Linked DNA regions of Rattus norvegicus: region 1 is linked to region 2. The links are chromatin contacts, called in public Hi-C maps. All regions are on one chromosome and are shown on one strand. Each heading gives the region's core, a stretch centred on a gene start, on an enhancer-like site or on the middle of the called end of the contact. The rest is flanking DNA. Distances are from core to core; before and after follow the strand shown.

Evidence for each region. A called contact is a pair of places that touch in the nucleus more often than the background predicts.
Region 1: a contact with region 2 is called in a Hi-C map of liver, with 3 times the contacts expected there. The contact joins the promoter of Iws1 here to the promoter of Sft2d3 in region 2. A contact is called at or near these places in 12 of 12 Hi-C or Micro-C datasets (the A7r5 cell line, the Rat2 cell line, Schwann cells and 7 more) and 1 of 1 datasets of contacts at active chromatin or transcription factors (oligodendrocytes).

The regions. Positions count from the first base shown.
Region 1 is chr18:23,968,059-23,972,721 of GRCr8, forward strand. Iws1 (interacts with SUPT6H, CTD assembly factor 1) reads left to right here and starts at 1,682. Exons shown (of 14, transcript NM_001398635.1): 1 at 1,682-1,989; 2 at 3,957-4,072. The coding sequence starts at 1,956. All of the region lies in intron 1 of LOC120098222, which reads right to left.
Region 2 is chr18:23,811,924-23,816,680 of GRCr8, forward strand. Sft2d3 (SFT2 domain containing 3) reads right to left here and starts at 1,607. Exons shown (of 1, transcript NM_001108887.1): 1 at 1-1,607. The coding sequence starts at 1,607. The coding sequence ends at 954. It also overlaps a transcript of Wdr33 not described here.

The sequences.
Region 1 (4,663 bases), core at 432-2,931, 160 kb after region 2:
ACAAGATGAGCTACATATTTGGGCACTGGCTTAACTAAAATCCCTTTAACTGAGGATTCCACAACCAAGCCCTGCCTCTGGGCCTGGCCTGTACAAATAGTGGGTACACCCAACTGTGTGGACCCCACCTCGACTGCGCCAGGCGAGTTTCCAACTCGGTAGTTCCTAATGGCACCTATTTCACGTACCCCAATAGTACCTCCTCTTGGCAACCTATCAGCTATCCCATGTACCAAGTTGTATATTTAGTTTCAAGTCTTATAATCATCTGTAGGGCGAAAATAAGCCATCAGTCTACCGGTCTGAACTGAAAGGGATGATATATTAATACCAGTCCTGTTGGGAATAGTGGGGCCATTCGGAAGGGCATTGGACTCCATCAAGTACAACATAGCCAACAGATCAAGGTTGAGCTGACACTGGTACAGGATAGCATTGAAAAACTCCAGACTCAGGTGAACTCCCTGGCAGCCATGATATTATTACAAAATAGATGGGGATTAAATCTCATTGTGGCAGAGAAGGGAGGAATCTGGGCTGTGTTGGGGGAGGAATGTTGTTTCTATATGAATTTATCAGGTGTCTAAGAACAGCAGACAGCTTAGGAAAAAATAGAACAGAATCACGGGCCAGATACTCCCCATCAGACAGGACAGGCTTCTGGAGCTCTTGGGGAACATGAATAACCCTTGTTATTGAGCCCTTATCATGATAGCTCTAATCTTCAATCCTGGTATTTTGAAATTCCCCTCTAATCTGTTGCAACAAAGAGTATAAAGCCATTACTGCCTCAAACTATCACTCAACTCTTCTGACTGAGGACTAGAAACCGGTTACTCAGAGTATGTAGTTTCTTACTCCTTCATCAAGGTTTTATCAGGGATTGTTTTTTTTTTTTAAGACAGGGTTTCTCTGTGTAGCTCTGAATGTCCTGAAACGCTCTTTGTGGACCAGGATGTCATCCACCTGCCTCTGCATTGCCACCAGTGCCAGCCTTCTTGAATGGGAACTAAGCTTTCAACTTAATAAGTATCATTTTTTTTTAAAATTTGTTTTGCCAAACCAAATTTCTCTGTGTAGCCCTGGCTGTCATAGAATTTACTTTGTAGACCAGGCTGGCCTCAGAGATCAGAGATGCCCTACCTCTGTTTCCTGAGTGTTGGGATTAAGGGCCTAATCCACCACCACCTGGCTATCAGATGCTCTTAAAACAAAGATCTGTACTTGTTGACCACATGGCTTTTCCGTTACAACTTACTTATTTTGTAAAGAAAGAAAGATCATGGTATGTTTTATAACCAGTCATCTTGTTTTTAACTTTCTTGGCGAAGGGAATCCGACCTTCGAACTAAAAGTCCCAGAGAACAACGCGCTACTTTCTAAACTGTGGGCGGGAATTAGAATTAGTTATTTGACCGAATGTTAAAATATAATTTTAGCGGGTTTTCATTTTTCACAAGAACTAAAATGTTTCTCAAAACAAGCCCGAACTGAGGGCCAAGTGAGTAACATTACTCCTTCTGGAGACAGACCAAATCCAACCGAGATCGGTATTTAACTAAAGTCCAACTTCCCGCGTCCAGTCAACTCTCCCGGCAGTCTCTTCCCGACGCTGCCATGGCGTCATATTACCATAGCATATTCTGATTGGCCGACAGAAGGGTAACGGCGCCTGCGCACTGCATTTCTCTGAGGGCGGTGGGCAGGCGCCATTTTGGCCCCAGAGGTGCTTCTGGGAAGTTGAGCGCGGTTCTTCACTTTGCCGGTCGGTGAGGTACGGCCCTGTTTAGTAACTGGGGTTTCCCGGTCGAAGCGTCGGCGCCCGCCGCTGCCGACTTCTCCAGAGTCTCGGGGGAGGCAGAAGCGCGCTGCTGTCGAGAGAGGTCACTCCGCCAGGAAGGACGTGACGGGGGCGGCGCGTGGCGCGGACACTCCCCGCCGAGAGCCCGCCTGCCATGGACTCGGAGTACTACAGCGGTGACCAGTCAGGTGGGTCGGGACGGGGAGGACCGCGCTGCGGCTCGGCCTCGCGCTTCAGCAGGAGAGGTCTTTGCCAGGGCCCAGCACCGGAAAGCCCGCTGTCAGTATCCATGCCCTGTTGGGAAGTCCCCTCCTGCCTCCTCAGGTGTACCGGCGAGGAGGGGCGGGACTGGAGCCTGGGGAGGGAACTCTTAAGGGAATCTCTTCCGGTCCAAGAAGGGTTTTTTTGCTCAAGTTGTCTCTTCAGTCTGCCGGGGAAGAGATACGTCTTTTAAAGGGAATTGTCAGGAGTTGAGGTTTTCTAGTTCCATGGGGGACAGGAATCTCTAGACTCTTATTTACCAGTTAGGGCTAGTTTAATCTGTAAGCCTGGCTTCCCGGGAAGAAAGGGCGGGGTCTTTTAAGTTTACACACGCATTTTTAAAGCAAGGAATGAGTCCCTGGTACTTGGAGTGACTTTCGTGTCTTCTGTACTAAATCGGCACACTAGACGAAGAGATGAACAAGGCAAGGGCCTGCTGGGTAAAAAGAGCTGTGTGCCGATTTCTTTTGGACTTTATCAAAAGTACTGAACTAGATAGTTTAGCATTAAGCTGTTTGCTGTTTTGCCTAAATACCAAAATATTTTTCAGCTCATTGGCATTTTAAAATTAATTCTGTGTGAATGGTCTATAGGCTATGTTACAAGAAAAATAACGAGGTAGCAAAAAGATAGCAGTTCCCTAACACACACACACACACACACACACACACACACACACACACACGTGTGTGCTTCTTTTAGCTGTTTGGGTTGTTGTTGGTTGGTTTGATTTGCTGTAGCACTGGCTGGCCTCAACCTCACTTTGTAGACCAGATTGGCCTGGCATCCACAGATCATTCATTCATCAACCTGCCTCCACCTCATTGCTAGGATTAAAGGTGCATGTTTAGGCTGCTTTTCTGATTTTAATTTTTTTGTGTGCGTGTCTGTATTCTTAACTTAGGCTCTCTGGTTATGCATTTTTAAAAATTTTTTTCCATTCAGTGTTTTCCTATTACTCCAGAATTTAACACAGCTGCCCTCATCTCTCCAGTCATTCAACGGTTTGAATACAATTGTTAAGACTTTCCAAAACTATTTTTTTTGTTACTTTATAAACTTTACTTTGTTTTTGTTTTGAGACAGGTTTTCTCTGTGTAACAGCCCTGGCTGTCATGGAATTCACTCTGTAGTCCAGGCCGGCCTCAAACTCACAGAGATCCTCCTGCCTCTTCCTTAGTGCTGGGATTAAAGACATGCCCCACCATGCCCAGGTATAAACTTTTCTCTTGAAGTGAGTTGAAGATCTCATTAGTATAAAAGTAATTCCATTTTTATATTACTTTTTTGGCTTTCTTGTACTTTACTGTTTCATTTAACTTTTGCTTCTTAAACTACTAATCAAGTCTTACGCCTTCTAATATCCCTAAGTACCTCTTAGGGATAATTTTATTGGGTATTTTTAAGGCATTGGATAAGGTTAGCTGACAATACTATTCATCCTATCAGATTATAGTTTATATACATCAATCAATTCTCACTATTTCTGGACTGAAGTTCCTGTGCTCTTCATTCATAAACAAGCACTTCCTGTATACCATGTAACAGGCAACTGAATCTTTGGGCTCCAAAGATTCAGTTATGAATCGAAAACTCCAGAGTAAACAAAATAACAAGTTACATAGTGCATTAGAAGATGGTAAATACCTTAGAAAGATAGATAATAACACAATAGAAAGTATAATTTAGATAATTTCTAACTTGGCATCTAGTTAGTTTGTTCTGGGCTTCCCACATCACATGGTAGTAGTTGTTAGTATTTAGACAGGTATCTTATTGTCTAGAACTTTTGCCCGTCTTGGCTGTAGATGTTCATTTTAACTGTAATCATAAACATTATTGCAGACGTCATCCACCTTATACCTAAGAGGGGTTTTGTTTTGTTTTTAAGCAGATGATGGTGGTGCAACCCCAGTACAGGACGAGCGGGATTCAGGGTCAGATGGTGAGGATGATGTAAACGAGCAGCACTCCGGATCCGACACTGGAAGTGTAGACCGCCATTCAGAGGTACAGTGTCTTCGGGGAGGCTTTTCCATATACTTCTAATGCCCTGAAAGGGTAAAGAGTAGTAGATTTAAAAAAAAAAAAAAAAAAAAAAAAAAAAGCATAGGGATAGTCTGGTCAGCTGATGCTAACAGAGAAAAAAGTTCTCTTGGGTTAAATTTCAAATACTAGGCAGTTTCAGCTATGCCTGTTTATTCAGTGTATGATGTATTGGCAGGCTCCACCATCCCTGAATAATATTTGGCAAGAACAGTAAGCGGTCAGAAAGAAATACCGCTTGAAATAGTCCAGGGGGTGTCATTTATTAAGGTTTATGTCAGGAATTAGATTGGTTTTGATGTGTAGCAAGGTCTAGGTTTATAACTCTCATATACTGCTTTGCTGTGTTTGTTTTGGTTTCTTATTGTGTGGCTTGGGATTAAACCCAAGGCTTTGTATCTACTAGGAAAGTAGACACTCTACCACTGAGCTACCTTTTATTTCTTATTAGATTTATTCGAAGGTCAGGACTGAGCATGCCACAGTGTGGAGGTCAAAGGAGAACTTGGAGAAATTAGTTCTCCTTCCACCAAGTGGGTCTGAGGATCAGATTTA
Region 2 (4,757 bases), core at 357-2,856:
GAATCAAGACTCAATACTCAACTGAATTTTTGGCAATAAATTACGATAGATTTAAGTGCTGATTTGCACCAGCACCACAGAAACAAAGCTACCTGCGAACCTAGAAGGAAATACAGCAATTATGTATGAGAAGCATTTTACACAGCATTAGTGTGGGACTTTTAACAACTGTGTGGGACTTTTAACAAGCAGCATCGTTAGGAATCAAAAACCTGGCAAAACTTATATAACAACTATGATAACTACAAATGTAAAAATTCCCTGTATCCCAGGATTTCTTAGCCTAGTTTTACAGAGACCTTTGCAAAATTTGCCACTCAGTCATACTGGATAACTGGCTTTTTGATCCGGAATATTGCTTTGACAAGTAAATATTTATACTTGCATATTATAAAGCACCGTATTTACTTCTTAACGGAAGAAAAAACCTGAGGTAAAAATATATTAGCTAATCACTACTTTAAATCCAGTGGTTAAATTTAGTGTTTAATCTGGTAATCTGGATTGCTTTACAGTGAGTAGGAGTAAGGAGGCTTTGAAAAGATGTAGCAGAACCGAAACCTGATCAACCAAACACATCCCTGGATTTCTTTAAATGACAAAAGGTAGAATGTAGTTCTCCCAAAAGCAACTAAGTCAGAAAGCTATTCATTTCTCCGTTTGTTCCTCGCTAAATCTGACGTCCGTGTAAAGCCAGTTTAGTGCGAAAGCAGTTCATGATAGTGGTTTCCGGAGCACTGTAAAAATCACGTTTTACCGTGGTCCATGCGACCCAGAACCACAGAACACTGAAGCCAAAGAAGGATCTTAAACCTCCTGCTCATCAGTTCTTGACAGGTGCTTCAAGCGCACGGACTCCGCCACGCAGTCCAGTTGGTGCCTTGTCCTTGTACGCTTGGGTACGGTGGAGTGTCCTTAGCTTGGCTGGTTCCTCTTCCTCCAGATTGGGACTGTCACACCGGGAGCGCGTTGGCTAGGCCCGTCCCGCGATTTAGGCGACCGAGCGCCAGGCGGAGCGCCGTCACGCCGCCCCAGGGCAGGAGCCCTATCAACGCGTAGAGTAGCGCGGCTACCTGTGCGCAAGCGCCGAGTGCCGTTAGCACCGTACTGCGCAGGACCAACGCGGCGTAGAGCGTGGCGCCCAAGGCGGCTGCGTAGCACAGCGCGCTCCGCGAAGGCGTCTCCTCGCCGCGCAGCAGACGCCCACAAGCCGGGCCGCCCCGCAGCAGCGCCGCGCTCGCCAGCGCCAGCACGGAGCCCAGCGACCAAAGGAGCGCGAACTTGCGCGCGCGCAGCAGCAGCACCGGAGCGTAGAGCGCGGCCAGACCGAAACAGAGCGCGGCCAACAGCAGACACAGGCCGCCCGCCGCCAGGCGCTGCCCGCGAGTCACGTTTGGGATGCACCGAGAGCCCGCGGGCGGCGGCTCGGCAGGGCTCCGTGCCCACGGCCATCGCAAAGCCGTGCTGCCTAGCCATGCCCCGGCAGGTCTGTCCCCGGACGTAGGCTCCTCTGCTGCCCTCGCGCCGAGCAGCGGCTCTGCGGCTGCCGGCCTACTCGCTTTACCCTGCATCAGGTAGTCCTGCAGCTGGCGGTGGAGATCGGCCATCTCGGACCGAGTGGCGTTAAAAACCGGGCTGATACTTCCGGGGTTTGTCACCCGCGACCGGAAGTAGCTAGATCCTCGGGTGGCGGTTGGTCGGCCTCGGCGGAAGGATGGTGTCCAAAGCTTGGCGGAAGTCCTGGAGTAGGCAGTACAGCTGTGTTGTATAGTCTACCAGATCCTGATTTTTTTGTTTTAGTCACCGAGTTAAGTCCTGTCAGCATTAAAAGACACAAGAGTGGCAATAGCAATAAAAGGATCCACAGGGGCATCTGCTGACAGACGAATATTGACTGTCAGGTGCCTCACATTGCTAAAACTGCTAAATGGAGGAATCTGGGGGAAAGGGTAAACAGAATTTTCTTTCCTTTTCTCTCTTTCGTTCTCCCTCCCTCTCTTTCAAGTTTCTACATGTCTACAGTTACCTCAGAATTCTGAAGACGTCGCAGGAGAATGGCTCAGTAGGTAGGAGCACTTGTTGCTCTTGCAGAGAACTCATGTTTGGATCCTGGTACTCACATGGCAGCTAAGATCTCGTAACTGTGGTTTCAGGACATCTAATGCCCTCGCAAGTGGTGCACGTACAACATGCAGGCAGATCACCCATATACATAAAATGTAAAAGTAATTTAAAAATCCACACCTACAGGGCTTAGGCTCCTTTGAAAGTGGAGTTGATAAAGGGCTAACTCCCACCCCCAACCAACTCTTCTGGTTTCCATTTTTGTTTTGTTTTGTTGTTTTAATTGTTGCACCTTTGTGCAATGGGTGGGGGGGGGGGGTTGACATCTCCTGATCTCTCCCCATCCACTCTAGCCTGTCTCTTGTTCCTGTTCAGGTGTGTTTAGGCAGTCATGTTGATGAGACATTATGGGTATGGCTTCTGATGCTACTGAGGAGGTGTGGTCTCACAGCATCTGATCCCCATCCTCTGGGTCTTCCCAGTCTTCTGCTTCCTCTCCTGCAGTGCTCCCTGAATGTTGCGGTTTGCATGCCCTGACTCTGCACATGATGTGCAAATGTCTCTCTCATGTCGTTGGCTTCTATAACCTTGAAGCATTTTGACTCCTGCTTCAGATGTGGAGCAACCCCAGCACATTCCAGTCAGTTTCCCTGCTGTTCTGTTGCGTGTGCCGTTCTCTCTTGCCTTCTGGAGCCGTGTCTGCCTGTGACGGCTCACAGGCCACACTGCAGAGACTCCCAGGACTGCACCTCCCTCCTGCACACTTTCTGTGTTGTACCAGTCTGAATTGTGACAGTTTACCACGTGAGTCACTGTTTTTAGGACAGGGTCTTGTGACTCCCTCTCAGGGACCCAACTAGCCTGGTAAGTCGGCACAGCCGTCCTTCAGTGCAGTAAATGTTCTCGAAGACTTGGTAGATGTCCCTGAAGCCATCGGTTGTTCTGTCGGGGCCTTTGTGTGGGAAACAAGATACGTGATCTGTGGTAACAGATTCAAGGGATGAGTGAAGGGGTGCAGCATAGAGAGAAGAAGAGACAGGACCACTGATTGGCTGCCAGACCTCATCTTGAGAGATTTCCCACAGGCCACGACGTGCCCACATGCCCCCTTCTCAGATTCCCCATCCCACTGGTTTGTCTAATGAATAATTTGGGACTTGAAACTGCCTTTTCTGATGGTGGTTCAGTCACATAGACTACCATTAGCTTTTCATCTCTCAGAGTTTGGAGATAAGCAGGTGACACTGGCCACCAGCTCAGAGAGAGGCCTGATGCTTCCTGTCTGTATCTCTTTGATGGACTCCAAGCACACCTCGTGCTGAAAATGTTCCACAACAGTTCTTGTTTAAAAAAAAAAAAGTTGCTCTTTATGGTTCCACGAACATACATGTTAATTAAAAGTTCAGTTCCCAACACTCACATGGGCAGCTCACAACCACCTGCTATTCCAGCTCCTCCTTCTGGCCCTCAGGGGCACCAGAACACACATGCTCACACATATGCGTAAGTAAGCTTTTTAGAAGCAGCTGCAGGACTGTCGTTACAATATGCCAATCGCATTACAAAAGGAATCTGAGTTGATGGTTTTTTTTTTTCTGTGTGAACAAATTTACTTTGTTCCACACACAAGAGGATTAACGAAAATATTTTATGAATTTTTTTTACCATTACTTTGGCTGTGGGAGGTGTGCAGGTGGAGCCGTAGAGCAGCATTACGGGACTTAATCTTATACCATGTGGGTTTCTGGCTGTTGAAGTCCTCGTTAGATTTGGTGAGAAGCATCTTCACCCACAGAGCCAGCCGTCTTGCTGGTCCACTAAAAGACAGGTGGGTAAGAGCTAAGATGGGTCAAAGTTGCTTTTATTCACCTGACATAGTTGTCTCCAATTATTACAATGTCTTTGTCTCCTAACCTAGGCCTAGTCCTGGAAGCTTCTAGTCTCTGTCCAACCAAACCGAAGCCTAGAATGTTTTTACATAGTTTTCTTTGCTTTCTGGCTGGCTGATTTGACACAACTGTTCTCGTTCAAATTCCTCTCCAACAAACAACTGATTCAACCTGGCTTCTCTGAGCTTCTCCTGAACTACTCTGCATGTCCTAAATTCTAGCAATCTGTCCTTGTTTCTGGCTCGCTTTGTCCTTTGTCATTCTCTGTTCCGTCTTCACTGTGTCTAGCTTGCTCGCTTTCAACCTGTCTGGACAGCTCTCCCAGTGAAACTGCTTACATTCCTTTCCTGTCCCTCTGCACTGCCCTCCTAAGAGCCTGTCCTTCCTCTTCTCGAGAGGGCTGGGCAGGTCCCAGTCTGTCAAATCTTTCTCTGATTTGTCATTTGGTCTGCCACCACTTTGAAACACAGTGCTTTCTTCTACAAACTGACTATACCTTCATTATTTGGGATCAAAGGTGTGTGCTAGGGCTGACCACACCACAATTAGAAACAGTTGTTTTTAGTGAGTAACACAGTCTTGGGGGTCACAATATGATTAAATATCCTGCAATAAGGATGCAGCAAATGGGCCACGGTGGTGGCATTTTAACTGTGGCAAACACCAGTAATCCCGACACTCGGGCCAGAGCTTGTCAGCATCAGTTCCTTTAATATATATAATCTGAATGCTTTAGCTCATGTTAAGGGGTGAGAATAGTCAGCCAAGGCAACCACTCAGGGTGTATTTGAGAAATTATCTGTC